Regions from separate parts of the Hordeum vulgare genome. Here region 1 is linked to region 2. The links are chromatin contacts, called in public Hi-C maps. All regions are on one chromosome and are shown on one strand. Each heading gives the region's core, a stretch centred on a gene start, on an enhancer-like site or on the middle of the called end of the contact. The rest is flanking DNA. Distances are from core to core; before and after follow the strand shown.

Evidence for each region. Hi-C and Micro-C count contacts between places; a contact is called where the count stands out from the background.
Region 1: a Hi-C map of leaf shows a contact between it and region 2, with 4 times the contacts expected there. The contact joins the promoter of LOC123426677 here to the promoter of LOC123426676 in region 2. A contact is called at or near these places in 4 of 6 Hi-C or Micro-C datasets (leaf and seedling) and 1 of 1 datasets of contacts at active chromatin or transcription factors (embryo).

What each region holds. Positions count from the first base shown.
Region 1 is chr2H:465,131,670-465,137,362 of MorexV3_pseudomolecules_assembly, forward strand. It overlaps LOC123426677 (protein GL2-INTERACTING REPRESSOR 1), which reads left to right and starts at 1,398. Exons shown (of 2, transcript XM_045110545.1): 1 at 1,398-1,484; 2 at 1,611-2,359. The coding sequence starts at 1,630. The coding sequence ends at 1,977. LOC123426679 (a long non-coding RNA gene) reads right to left here and starts at 1,712. Exons shown (of 3, transcript XR_006622293.1): 1 at 1,622-1,712; 2 at 1,063-1,530. LOC123426678 (a long non-coding RNA gene) reads right to left here and starts at 5,294. Exons shown (of 3, transcript XR_006622291.1): 1 at 5,072-5,294; 2 at 2,956-4,736; 3 at 1,824-1,911.
Region 2 is chr2H:464,941,882-464,948,322 of MorexV3_pseudomolecules_assembly, forward strand. It overlaps LOC123426676 (putative pentatricopeptide repeat-containing protein At5g37570), which reads left to right and starts at 4,425. Exons shown (of 4, transcript XM_045110543.1): 1 at 4,425-6,441. The coding sequence starts at 4,479. The coding sequence ends at 6,122.

The sequences.
Region 1 (5,693 bases), core at 148-2,647, 190 kb after region 2:
TAGTCCTAACTAAGGCAAAAAGAAAAGGAGAAAAACAGATGGCTCTCTCTTAACCATGTAGAGAAGCAGCATCAGCAGCAGCATTGACCAAACCAATTGCAACACACAAACCAAAACAACTTTAAGTGAGTTGTATGCCACCCCGTCATTAATCAAGGTGGGTGATATGGAAGCAATCTTGGGGGGATTACATTAGTGGGTTACGACTAGTTATGACTTAACCATGTTTCAATCTTTTCTTAAATGCAAGGATGCAACATCTCTAGAATAAGCAACAAGTCAACCCTCAGAGTTAATATCTGCTGTCAGCAATTAAGCACTGCGAGCTGGAACACAAGCAAGCAAAGGAGCTGAGATTTTCAAAGCGGGCGGTGACATTAGAACAAGAGCGGGAGGTGGTGGAGGCTGCTCTTATGTGCATGAAACAAAGTGGCATTAATGTATTGCTTATCTCTTCGTCATTGTATGAGGATGCGCACCGCATGGGTGCATACATAGGCCTTGCGTTTGCACCATTTAAAGACCTAAAAATTGCATAGCAGCAGCATATCTTCAAGGACCCCATTTATTCAATTAGCAAAAACCAATGGCTCAACATTCAAGTCTATTTAGTGTACTCTCTGCTTTCTTTTTTCTGCTACTAGTACTTATGATGTGCATTTGAGAGACTGTGCCAAATAAATTCCATTCAAGATCACATTCAAGTGGTGAAATCAATTGGGGGCCAGTCAAAAATTAAGCTTTCGAAGCAATTAGAAGGACATGTATTGATGAGCTTCAACTTTCAACAATACACACCCAATAATAACTGCCATAATTACAAGATGTGTCTACATCTTCCATAACCACTGTCTATATGCAGTAGGCAAGCCATTTGCAAAGTTTTAGAACTGAATCACTATATGTGTTTTAACTTTAATAAACCACTCTAATAGTATGTGAACTCTACTAGTATGAAAAGAAGAAGAAAAAAGTGTGTGGATTAGAGACTTTAACATCAGTGTTAAGCTTTCATCAGGGTAAAGAGGAAAGCAAAGCAAAACTCTAGCTGTAACCACATACCCAGGCTCGGCTTTCGCCTGTTAAATAGCCAACCTTGTGTGCATGACCAGCCCTCTCACCTCGCACTTCTCTTCCACCCAACAAAGCACAAATTATTCAACCCATCCCTTGCCACTCTCCAACCATGATTTGGTGGGTAATAAAATGCCTGTACTACATACATGAGAGAGAGAGAGAGAGAGGGGGAAGTAGTAGTAGTATGCCTCTCACTGTTGCATTAAACAAAACTAATTGACCTCTCCCCATCCATCTCCCTCCCCACTATAAATACCCGCCATCTCCATTCCAACTACACCAACGCAGCACGCTCCTAGCATTCCAACTCTCGGGCTTCTCTCGCTCCAGAGCAGAGCAGAGCATCCCCTCCCCTGTCGCTCTCACTTTCATCTGCGAGGCTCCTGCTTCTCGGACCCGACGCAAAAGTAAGCTCCCTCCCTATATGCATCCATCGCCAGTGATCTTTAATCCCTACCGGGTTGCAGCAATCGATCAATAGTACCTTTCAGAGCATATGCTAATCCATCAGTTCCATGTTTTGATGTGTGCAGACAGGGGATACCTCTGAGGATGAGCCGCAGCAACAGGAAGAGCTCATCAAAGGGCCTTGACCTGAAGCTCAACCTCTCTCTGCCTGCAAGAGGGGACTCCTCCAACAGGGCGATGGCTGACGAGGAGTCGTCCCCGAGCTCATGCCTGTCGTCGGAGAACGAGCATGGCCTGCAGTGGTCCAACAGCCCCGAGGCGACGTCCATGGTGCTCGCTGCCTGCCCTCGCTGCTTCATCTACGTCATGCTCCCCCAGGATGACCCTCGGTGCCCCCAGTGCAAGAGCCCCGTGCTCCTTGACTTCCTGCAAGACAATAGCAACAATAACAACAACACCAACAGCAACAGCAGGAAGAGCAGGAGGGGGTGAAAGAAGAATGAGGAGGAGAGGCTCCATTCGGCAGCACCGACATCAAGAAAAAGCGTTTATATGAAGTCCTAGGTCCACTAGTTCTCTTTCGTTTGGTCATTTCTTCAGTGTAACCATGATATGTCAGTATTAAAATTGTGAGACTGGCATGTATCCATGTGCTGGTGTCACGATTTTGACATATCATGGATACACTGTGGACTATATCCCCTCTCCTGAGTTCTTCTTCAGTGGTTCTAATGAAGTAGTTTGTTAGGCATAGGACCAGACTTCTTCTCTTCTGTTTCTTACTTTCAAGACAAGAAAAGTTTACCCCTGAAAATCTCAAGTTGCGCCGGATGAGTATTATTCTGAAACATCTATGACAGACAAGCTTCTGCGACTTCGCGCCATGAACACTCATCTGTTCATTCCTTTGTATCCAGACAAGTTAGTATGCAAATCCACCATACAAAGTGGAGAAAGTGCAAGAAGAACAGTCAACCCTGGAAATGGAGTGTTAGGAATTTGTCACCACAGATTAGTTGAACTAACCAATTGGCACTACAACTCCCACGCCTCAAAATAATGAGGACTCTACCTACTATCCTTGAAAAAGACATCACGTAATTAAAAAGGTGATGAAATTTCAAATTGGAGAGAGAGATGGTATTTGAAACAATCGAACAGTCTACGGTGTGACGCCATGCAATGAATACCGATTGATTTCAGCATCCATCACTCTATCTCTTGCCATTATACTTCCATCTGAATACGTGCATTGTGACGCAGCACGCCAGCAACCCAATTTAATGTCGCTTTGGTCAACTTTGCAAGCCGATTGATTTATGTTTACTCAATAAAGACATCTCAGTTTAAGTCCACATCATCATAATCAGATACGGAGACCAGCCATGCTACTTGTTTGCTTGAATCACGTCAGAAAAGGAAAAGAAAAACAGACATGAAATAAAAAAGCATGTGCTTTGTTAAGCTTACCTTGATTGTGTTGATTGGAATGGTAAGCATGTCACTTTCATTTCATCTTTCAAAGAAAAGACCAGTGTATCAGGATGTGTCCTCGTGTAGTTCAACGACAAGGCAACAGAAAAGGAAATGACCCCATTACTTCCAAAGGAAAGTAAATGACACACAACATGGGAAAGGAAGGAAGATAAATAAATACCCAGGCCAAATTTTGTTATGTTATGTGAGGCTGCTATAGTTGATGGATGTGTGAGATTTTATGTTCTTTCCTTGTCCTGGATAACTACAAACACATGATCCAAACAAAGTTGGCATTTCCTGCAACATAATCAAACACTTTCAGTAAAAAAAATCAGAAGATTGTAGAACCAGTTAGTGGGACAGGAATTTGGTGAACATGGTTCCACGCACACCCCTTATGAATAGTAAATTAAAAAAAATACTAAGAAAATCTGAAAAAAATTGTAACATAGATAGTCGACCGGTATACTCGCGTATGAAGTTTCAGGAAGAAATGACATCGCTGTTTGATGTATGGTAAGGTCCTGACTGTATTTTCTTCACTAAGTGTACCACAGGCGTCATTTCTTCAGGAAACTTAACACGTGAGTGGAATGGGCGACCAAGTTTGATATCCCACAATTTCAGATTTTTTTGAATTTTTCTAGTATTTTTATGAATTTACTATTCATGTGTGCGCGCATGCAACCATGTTCACCTGTGTATTTTCGCACTTAGTGTGCATATTTTAGCAACCTAGTAACGTGAAACAGATAAAAGAAAATACTACTACCCCCCTGCAGTTCAGTTAAAAAAATATTACCCCGGACATACTCATGGGCACTGGTGTATAGGAACTTAACAAATCAGAAGTAAACTATCTACAATTAGAGTACAATAGCATGCCTTCAACTGTTGGGTACAGGGATCTTCTTAACTCCAAAAAACAAGGTCTGCAAAAAAGAACTCCATAGAACAACCAGCATTCGAGATACAGAAGTTCCAAGCACTGGTATGTGTATACGAAGTACATGATTGCCAAGGGTCAGACCACATATTAATGCTCAATGAAGCCTTTTGTCCTAGTGTAATGTGTGTGTTTTATTTTATATAAGGTGAGAAGAATGAAGGGTAGACCATGGCCTCCTGTCCGGGTAGCAGTTATATGGATGAAAAATGATCATGACTGATACAAACAATACTGAAAAGATCAGAAATAAGCTATGCAGCACTTCTGCTGTTCTTGACAATCTTAATAGCTTTGTTCGTGGCGCATCACTTAAAAAATACTTTGGCAAATAAGTTGATGGGTGATATTTCTGAACCAATATGTTCCAAGATAAGATGATTTACCTGTTCCTTTCAACCAGCTAATAGGTTAAATATGTTCACCAGTAGTGGATTCCCCTTACAACGAATGCATTAGCAGAATAATATACTACCAATATCGATCTTCTTGGATAATTCTGTGCCTAAGTTCATAGTTGTTCAAGGTTATTTAGCTGCATTTATGGGTGAAGCTGTCACAGTCTACACCTGCAAGAGTATCTCTAGCTGTGGTAACAACACACTATGGAAGAATCATGCCAATGCCAATGAATGACCTGATAATTGAAAAGCCCTCGTACTGGATTGGATAAAGAAATTCAGCACTACCATGTACAGGGGGATACGTGGCATCCAATTTCCCTGGTTTACGCTGACATATTCAACGGAACAAAAATATCCAGAAGCAGAACGCTAGTAGAAATATTCACCATAGTGATGATCCATTAACCATCAGTGTTCCCAATCTGCAACCAAAACAAAGTTTCACAAGTTATTGTTGGATCAAAATGAGCCGTTCAGGCGCTGAAGAAACAAGCAGTGCCATTGCGCCAGTCCATCACCCTGCCTGCGGAATCCAGAGGACACCGTCACATGAAAAAAAGGTTAAAAATGCGGTATGAAATCGAAGAGGTGCTAGGGTTTAGTCCAACAGAAAAGCCCCAATCACGCGCAGACGGTGCCTACAAAATAGGGGAACGAGGGGAGCTCGGAGCCCCCAAATTAGGGTTGCATTTGCAGCAAACGAAAACGAAATCCAGGCGCGCCTTCAGATTAAATTTCAGGGAGAAACGAATGAGACCTGGCTGGACCGCGCCTCGGATCGATACCCCTGCACCTGCACGCCGCGCTAACTGAAACGGAGTTTGGAGCGCGGCGGAAGCGGTGCGCCTTGGTACCAATGGCCAAGCACCGGACTTGCTTGAGTTGCTTCGATTCTTCAGATTTCAAAGAAGGCGGAACGGGAAGAAGCGCCGGCCGGAGAGCGACGCGGGCAGTGCACTGTGCACGCTCGGGTTCAGGTTCCCTTTGACCTGAACCTGAATACTGTATTTTTTTACAGGTCAGCAGTCGCTTTGTTCTTGCTTCCCTTTGACCCGTTTGACCAAAAATTTAAAAAATAGGTGCGCAAATTTTACACTTGACCCGTTTGACAAATTTTACAAGTAAAGATAATTTGATTTTGAATAAAACTTATATGCAGACTAAAAAGGACCGGAGGAAGTACGGACGACGTTTATTTTAGGGGGTTTTGGAAGCTCCTATACGACGCGTTCAACTGCCGTGGAAACGCACAGGGCGACTCAGACCTGGGCTGGGCTAATAGCGATTTTACTGTAGCGCCAGATCGAAAATACAGTAAAAAAATACATGCGAGCAAATGGTTCTGTAGCTACTGCATTTTTAAAAGACGAACCATTTAA
Region 2 (6,441 bases), core at 3,175-5,674:
GGTACAATGTATTAGAAAATTCTTGCCATGCATTTAAAAAACGCTCATCATGTGTTTAAAAAAGTTTATGTATATTAAATAATGGCAAGCGTGCGTTGAAGAAAATGTTAACCATGTATTAGGAAATGTTCAGTGTTTATTAATAAATGCCCATCAGTTATCTACGTTTTCAAATGCATTAAAATCTTTACTATATTAAATATATTCATTAACATTAAACGAATACTCATTCTGTATTAAAAAATGTTTGTCATGTATTTTTAAAATGTTCAACGTGCACTTATTAAATCATCATGTATTAAAAACTAAAGTATATTTTAGAAATCTTCACTGTGAATTAAACATTGTGTAGCTTGTATTTAAAAATGTCCATCATATATCTGAAAAGTGTTTATCATTTAATTTAGAAATATATTTTAGTTTTTAAATGTATGATTGTTCAAATTAAATGAAGAGTTTTAAAAGTATACGGAACAATGTTTAAATTAGATAGAACATTTAAAAGGAATAATTGAACACTTTCAAGAAATATCATGAACAATTTTTTGCCCTACTTATAAAACTAATGAGTAATTTTTCTACTTTAAGCATGTGTTGTTGATCAAACTACCGCTGTTTGTTCAAGCAAAATGCACCATTGAAGCAATTATACTTTCCTTTTAGTGACTAACATCCATATAATAGTCACTTCTCGGGACGGCTCAACAACCGGCCGTTGTATGTAGGCAGGCGAGCGAGATGACCACCTTGTCTCCTCCCGCCAAAGCTCTTAGTCTGGGAGCTCCTACCTGCCGCTCACTGCGGCAGGCAGCCCTGCGCCGCACAGGGGGGCCCAACTGGGCCGGCCAAGTTTTGTTTATTTCCTGCTACTTTTTTTCTTCTCTGTTTATTTTATTTTTTTAGTTCGTTTTTTCATTCCTTTTTCATTTTATTTGAAGAAAAAATAATTTTCAAATTTTAATAATAATTTTGAAAAATCGTGAACAAATTTGGAAGCGTGAACAATCTTTTGAAGCGCGAACATTTTTAAATCTTGAGAATAAAAAAATTGGAAACGAGAATTTGTTTTTAAATCCCTGCACAAATTTGAAAACGCGAACAAAGTTTTTAAGCATGAACATTTTTTGAATTTTAAGAACGAATTTTGAAACCACAAACAATTTTAAAAAACGGGAAAATTTCTGGAAGCGTGAACAATTTTCTAAAGCACGAACATTTTTTGACTCTTGAGAACAAAATTTGGAAAAAGGAGAACAATTTTGAAAAACACCAAACAAATTTGAAAGCGCGGACAAATTTTTAAAGCACAAACATTTTTGGAATTTTGAGAACAAATTTGAAACTGAGTAATTTTTTTTAAAAGTGAACAAATTTGGAAGAACGAATAATTTTTTAAAGCACAAACATTTTTTGAATCTTGAGAACAAAAATTTGAAAAAAAGAACAATTTTGGAAAACCCCGAACATATTTGAAAGCACGAACAAAGTTTTAAATCAAGAACATTTTTTGCATTTTGAGAACAAATTTTGAAACCAAGAACAATTTAGAAAAACGTGAACAAATTTGGAAGCGCGAACAATTTTTTAAGTATGCGAACATTTCTTGAATCTTGAGAACAAAATTTTGAAAAGGAAATCAATTTTGAAAACCCCAAATAAATTTGAAAGAGCAAACAAATTTTTAAAAAACAGACATCTTTTGAATTTTGAGAACAAATTTTGAAACCAAGAACAATGTTTATAAAACTGAATGAATTTGGAAGTGCAAACAAGTTTGTAAATACATAAACAATTTATTAGTCTATAAACAAATTTGAAAACACGGAACATTTTGTTTGTAAGAAAGATCATTTTTTGAAATTTGTGAACATTTTTTGAACTTATGTACACTTTTTAAAACAGGAACATTTTTTGAAACGGATTGTTTTTTTCAAAAATGAAGAATATTTTTTAAACTTCCCAAACATTTTCAAATCATGAATAATTTTAGAATTGGCAAACAAAACAAAATTTTCAAAAAAGAGAAAAAAAATTCGTAAAACAGGAACATTTTTGTAAAATGTGAAAAGAAGAACATTTTAAAAAACATTGTGAATAATTTATGTGAAAAATCATGCACTTTTTTGAATACGAAAACAATTTTTGAAACATGAACATTTTTCAAAAGATGAACACTTTTTGGAAGCAGGAATGTTTTTGAAGCATGAACATTTAAATATAAACTGTGAATACGAGAACTTTTTTAAAATTCAAAACAACAATTATAAAATGTCAAACATAAAAATCGGAAAAGGAAAAAGGAACAAAAGTGTAGGAAAAAAATATTAAAAGCAAGCAATAACATTTTGTGAAAAAAGAATATTTTTTATAAATGGCGAACAGTTTTTGAAAATTTCGGACATTTATCGAAAATCCCGAGCTTTTTTTGAACCTAGGGATGTTTTAAAAAACGCCAAATATTTGAAATTTGGAATTTTTTTATAAAATCAAAGACATTTTCTGAATTTCAAGAAAATATTTAAAACATGAACTTAGATTTAAAAAATATGTATAAAAAAGAAAACAAAAGCAGAAAAACGAAAAAAAGAAGAAGGAAAAACTGAGACGGAAAAAAGGACAATAAAAAATGAAGCACATACCGGAACTGCCTGCAGAGGGAGGTAGGCTGGTCCTGTTTGTCGCGCCCCTGTGTGTTTATCCAACTATTTGACGCAAAAAACGACAAATAGGGTTTTCCCCTTTGCCGCTCGTATTGATTCCTATTACGGACGTGTCATCTCTCGCATGTGCACGTTTGGGCCAACCGTGAAATCAGGCCGTTCCTCCCTCGGATCACCCGCGTGGTCGTTGGACTGGTCCTCTTTTGTTCTTCTTTCATGTCTAACGATTTCAATTTTTATTGATCTTTTCCTTTCTTTCCTTTTTTCCTTAAGATTTCCATCATTTTCTTTGTATTATGCGAAAGTCTTACCTTCCACTGATTGATTCGCGTGATTCATTCGCCGCCCGCTTGTCCATTGAATCTGGCCTCGATCTGATCGCGAACCGTTTTCTGAAACTGGATCGTTGTTTTAGAAACTGGGCAGTTGTTTGAGAAAAAACTGCCCATCCGTGCCTCCGCCTCTGCCTCGGCCCTGACGACCTCGCCGCCGCCGGCCTGCTGCATCTCGCGGCCCCTCCGTCGTCGGCCTGCTGCGGCCCTGCCGCCCCCTCTGTCGCGGGCAGGCGCCCTCCACCGTCCCTGCTCGCCCTCCGCCGTTGCCCCGTCGGCCTGCACCGCGGCCCTCCGTCGCCGACCTGCGTGTTGCCCTCCGCCGGCCCTGCTCGGCCTCCGCCGCTGCCCCGCGCCATGGCCCCGCCCCGTCGGCCTGAACCGCGGCCCTCCGTCGCCGGGGCAGCTCCGCAACTGGCCTGCAACATTTTTCTGCAACGGGGTTGTGGTTTCTGCAACTCAGCCATTGTTTCAGGAGTTACGTAAATTATTTTCTGCAATGCGATCGTTGTGTCAGGATTTTTTTTGCAGCACGATTGTTGTTTTTGCAACGCGGCTATAGTATCTGCAACCCAACCTCTGTTTCAGGAACTATTGGATGCGGGGACGTAGATCGGACGACTGCATCGATAATCCAACGACCGTTGAGGTGACAGATGTTTACTAAACATCCGTCGGTGGATGCGTAGCAGCTCCCTTGTATTATTGAGTTTCTCCTTCCTTTACTTTTTATGGTTTCCATTTTCTTTATCTTTTTCGCATTTTTATACGCATTTTTTGGAATTTTTTGATTTTCAATGGTTTTTAGTTATTTATGGTTTCTTGATTTTTTATATTCTTTTAATATTTTAATTTTTTTTTTTGCGATTCTTTCGTTATATTTCTCTGGTTTTTTAACACAGGTCTATTTTTTCATGCACATTGTACATTTTTTATACTTGTAAATAAATAAATATATATATAATACTTAATTATATGTTTTATATGTTTTTAAATACTCTTTCCGTTTGAAAATAAATGACTCAAGTTTTTACTAAATCTAGTACAAAGTTAAGCACTTATTTTGAGACGGAGGGAGTACATGTTTTTGAATTAATATTAATATCTAGTCCCTCCGTTCCTAAATATAATTCTTTGTAGAGATTTCACTAGCGGACTACATACGGATGTATATAGACATACTTTAGAGTGTACATTCAATCATTTTGCTTCAAATGTAGACACATAGTGAAATCGCTTAAAAGACTTATATTTGGGGACGGGAGTATATATTTAGGAATGTAATTAAATGTATAAAACATAAAAAATCGAAACAGACGTGTGATGTAAAGGAAGTGAACGAAGCAGCTATTTTTCTTGGGCCCGTCCATTTACCACAGCGCATTAGGCGAGCCCAGGATGCGAGCCGAAAGGGACACCCAGGCCCCAAACGCCAAACGCAGCTCCAAATGCCATCACCGGCTTCTGCACTCGCCCCCGCCGCCGCATGACCCCCGCCGCCGGCCGCCCATCCCCTCCGGTCGCTACCCTCCTCGGCCGCTGCCGTACTCTTCGCTGCCTCGCCCAACTCCACGCCCGCATCGTTCGCCTTGGCCTCCACAACCACCACGCCCTCCTCGCGCGCTTCACCGCGGCCTGCGACTCGCTCGCCTCCCCCTGCGTCGCCGACTCCTTCCTCTCGGCTCTCCCTTCCCACGCCGTCCCGCTCAGCCTCCGCAACTCCGTCATCGCCTCGCTCTCCCGCCATTCCCCGCTCCACGCTGCGCTTGCGCACTTCAATATCGTCCGCCGCACCGCCTGCCCCGACGCCTTCTCTTTCCCTCCCCTCCTCCGCGCGTGCGCCCGCGTACGCTGCAAACCCACCGGCTCCGCTTTGCACGCCGCAGCCATACGCCTCGGCCTGGATGCCGACCTCTTCGTCCGCACAGCGCTCATCCAGTTCTACGGAAGCTGCAGCTCTGCTGGCGCATCCCGGATGCTTTTCGACTCGATGGTCATCCCCAGCGACGTTTCCTGGACTGCCATTATCATGGTCTACGTCGACTGTGGTGACATCGTGTCTGCCCGGGAGCTTTTTGACCGAATGCCATACAGGAACGTGGTTCATTGGAACGCCATGGTTGGTGGGTATGTGAAGTGCGGGGACCTGGAGAGTGCGAGGAGGCTGTTCGAAGAAATGCCCCAAAGAACTGCTGCAGCGCACACATCGTTGATCGGTGGGTATGCAAAGGCAGGAAATATGCAGGTTGCCAAAAGGCTGTTTGATAAGTTACGTGACCGGGATGTGTTCTCATGGTCAGCAATGATATCAGGCTATGCACAGAATGGTTATCCTGGAGAGGCTTTAAGGATTTTTAATGAGTTCCGTGAGGACATATGCCCGGACGAGCTTGTTATTGTTGCTCTGATGACAGCGTGCTCCCAACTGGGTAACATCATGTTGGCAAAATGGATTGAAGGTTACATCACGACTTATTCCATAGATATGAACAATGCCCATGTGTTGGCAGGTCTCATAAACATGAATGCAAAGTGTGGGAACATGGAAAAGGCTACTGTTTTATTTGAGTCCATGCCAGTTCGAGATGTGTTCTCATACTGTTCGATGATGCAAGGTCATTGCCTCCATGGTTCAGCTAACAAGGCTGTTGATCTTTTCTCTAGGATGCTTTTGGAGGGCCTCTCCCCAGATACTGCTGTGTTTACAGTTGTTTTGACAGCTTGCAATCATGCTGGCCTAGTAGAAGAAGGGAAAAAGTACTTTGCTATGATGAAGAATGAGTATTTCATTATGCCATCTGGCGATCACTATGCTTGCCTTGTCAGTCTTCTCGGGCGTTTTGGGATGCTGAGAGATGCATATGAGCTTATTAAGTCTATGCCAGGAAAACCTCATCCGGGATCATGGGGTGCATTGTTGCGTGGATGCATACTCCAAGGTGATATTGAGCTTGGAAAAATTGCTGCGAAGAAGCTTTTTGAAATTGAACCAGATAATGCTGGAAATTATATTACCCTGTCAAACATTTATGCTAACATTGACAGATGGGCCGATGTTTCTGAAGTTAGAGCTGAAATGGCCGGAAAAGGGATAACAAAAATAGCAGGTCGAACCGTTGTTCTACAGTGAGGCATTTGTTGAGACTATTGATGTGTTTAACTATTTATCTTGTCTTAGCTTTGCTGACCTTATTGGAATGTTAAGTAGAGTAGTAGACTTCTGCTGTGAATGTGGAAAAAGGACGATATGTGTGCTTTGCATTGTTAACTCATGATGATTACGAAATCATCAGAAACCAATGGTTTGCACTCAAGTTGGGGGATGTTTGTGGTAGAAGATTGCTGCCTTTTGACACAGACAACATGTTAATTTACAACCTGTCTTGGGTTAATAAGAGTCATCGAGCCATCTGAGGTGAATTGTTCACTTCTGCATAGTGCTTCTAGTT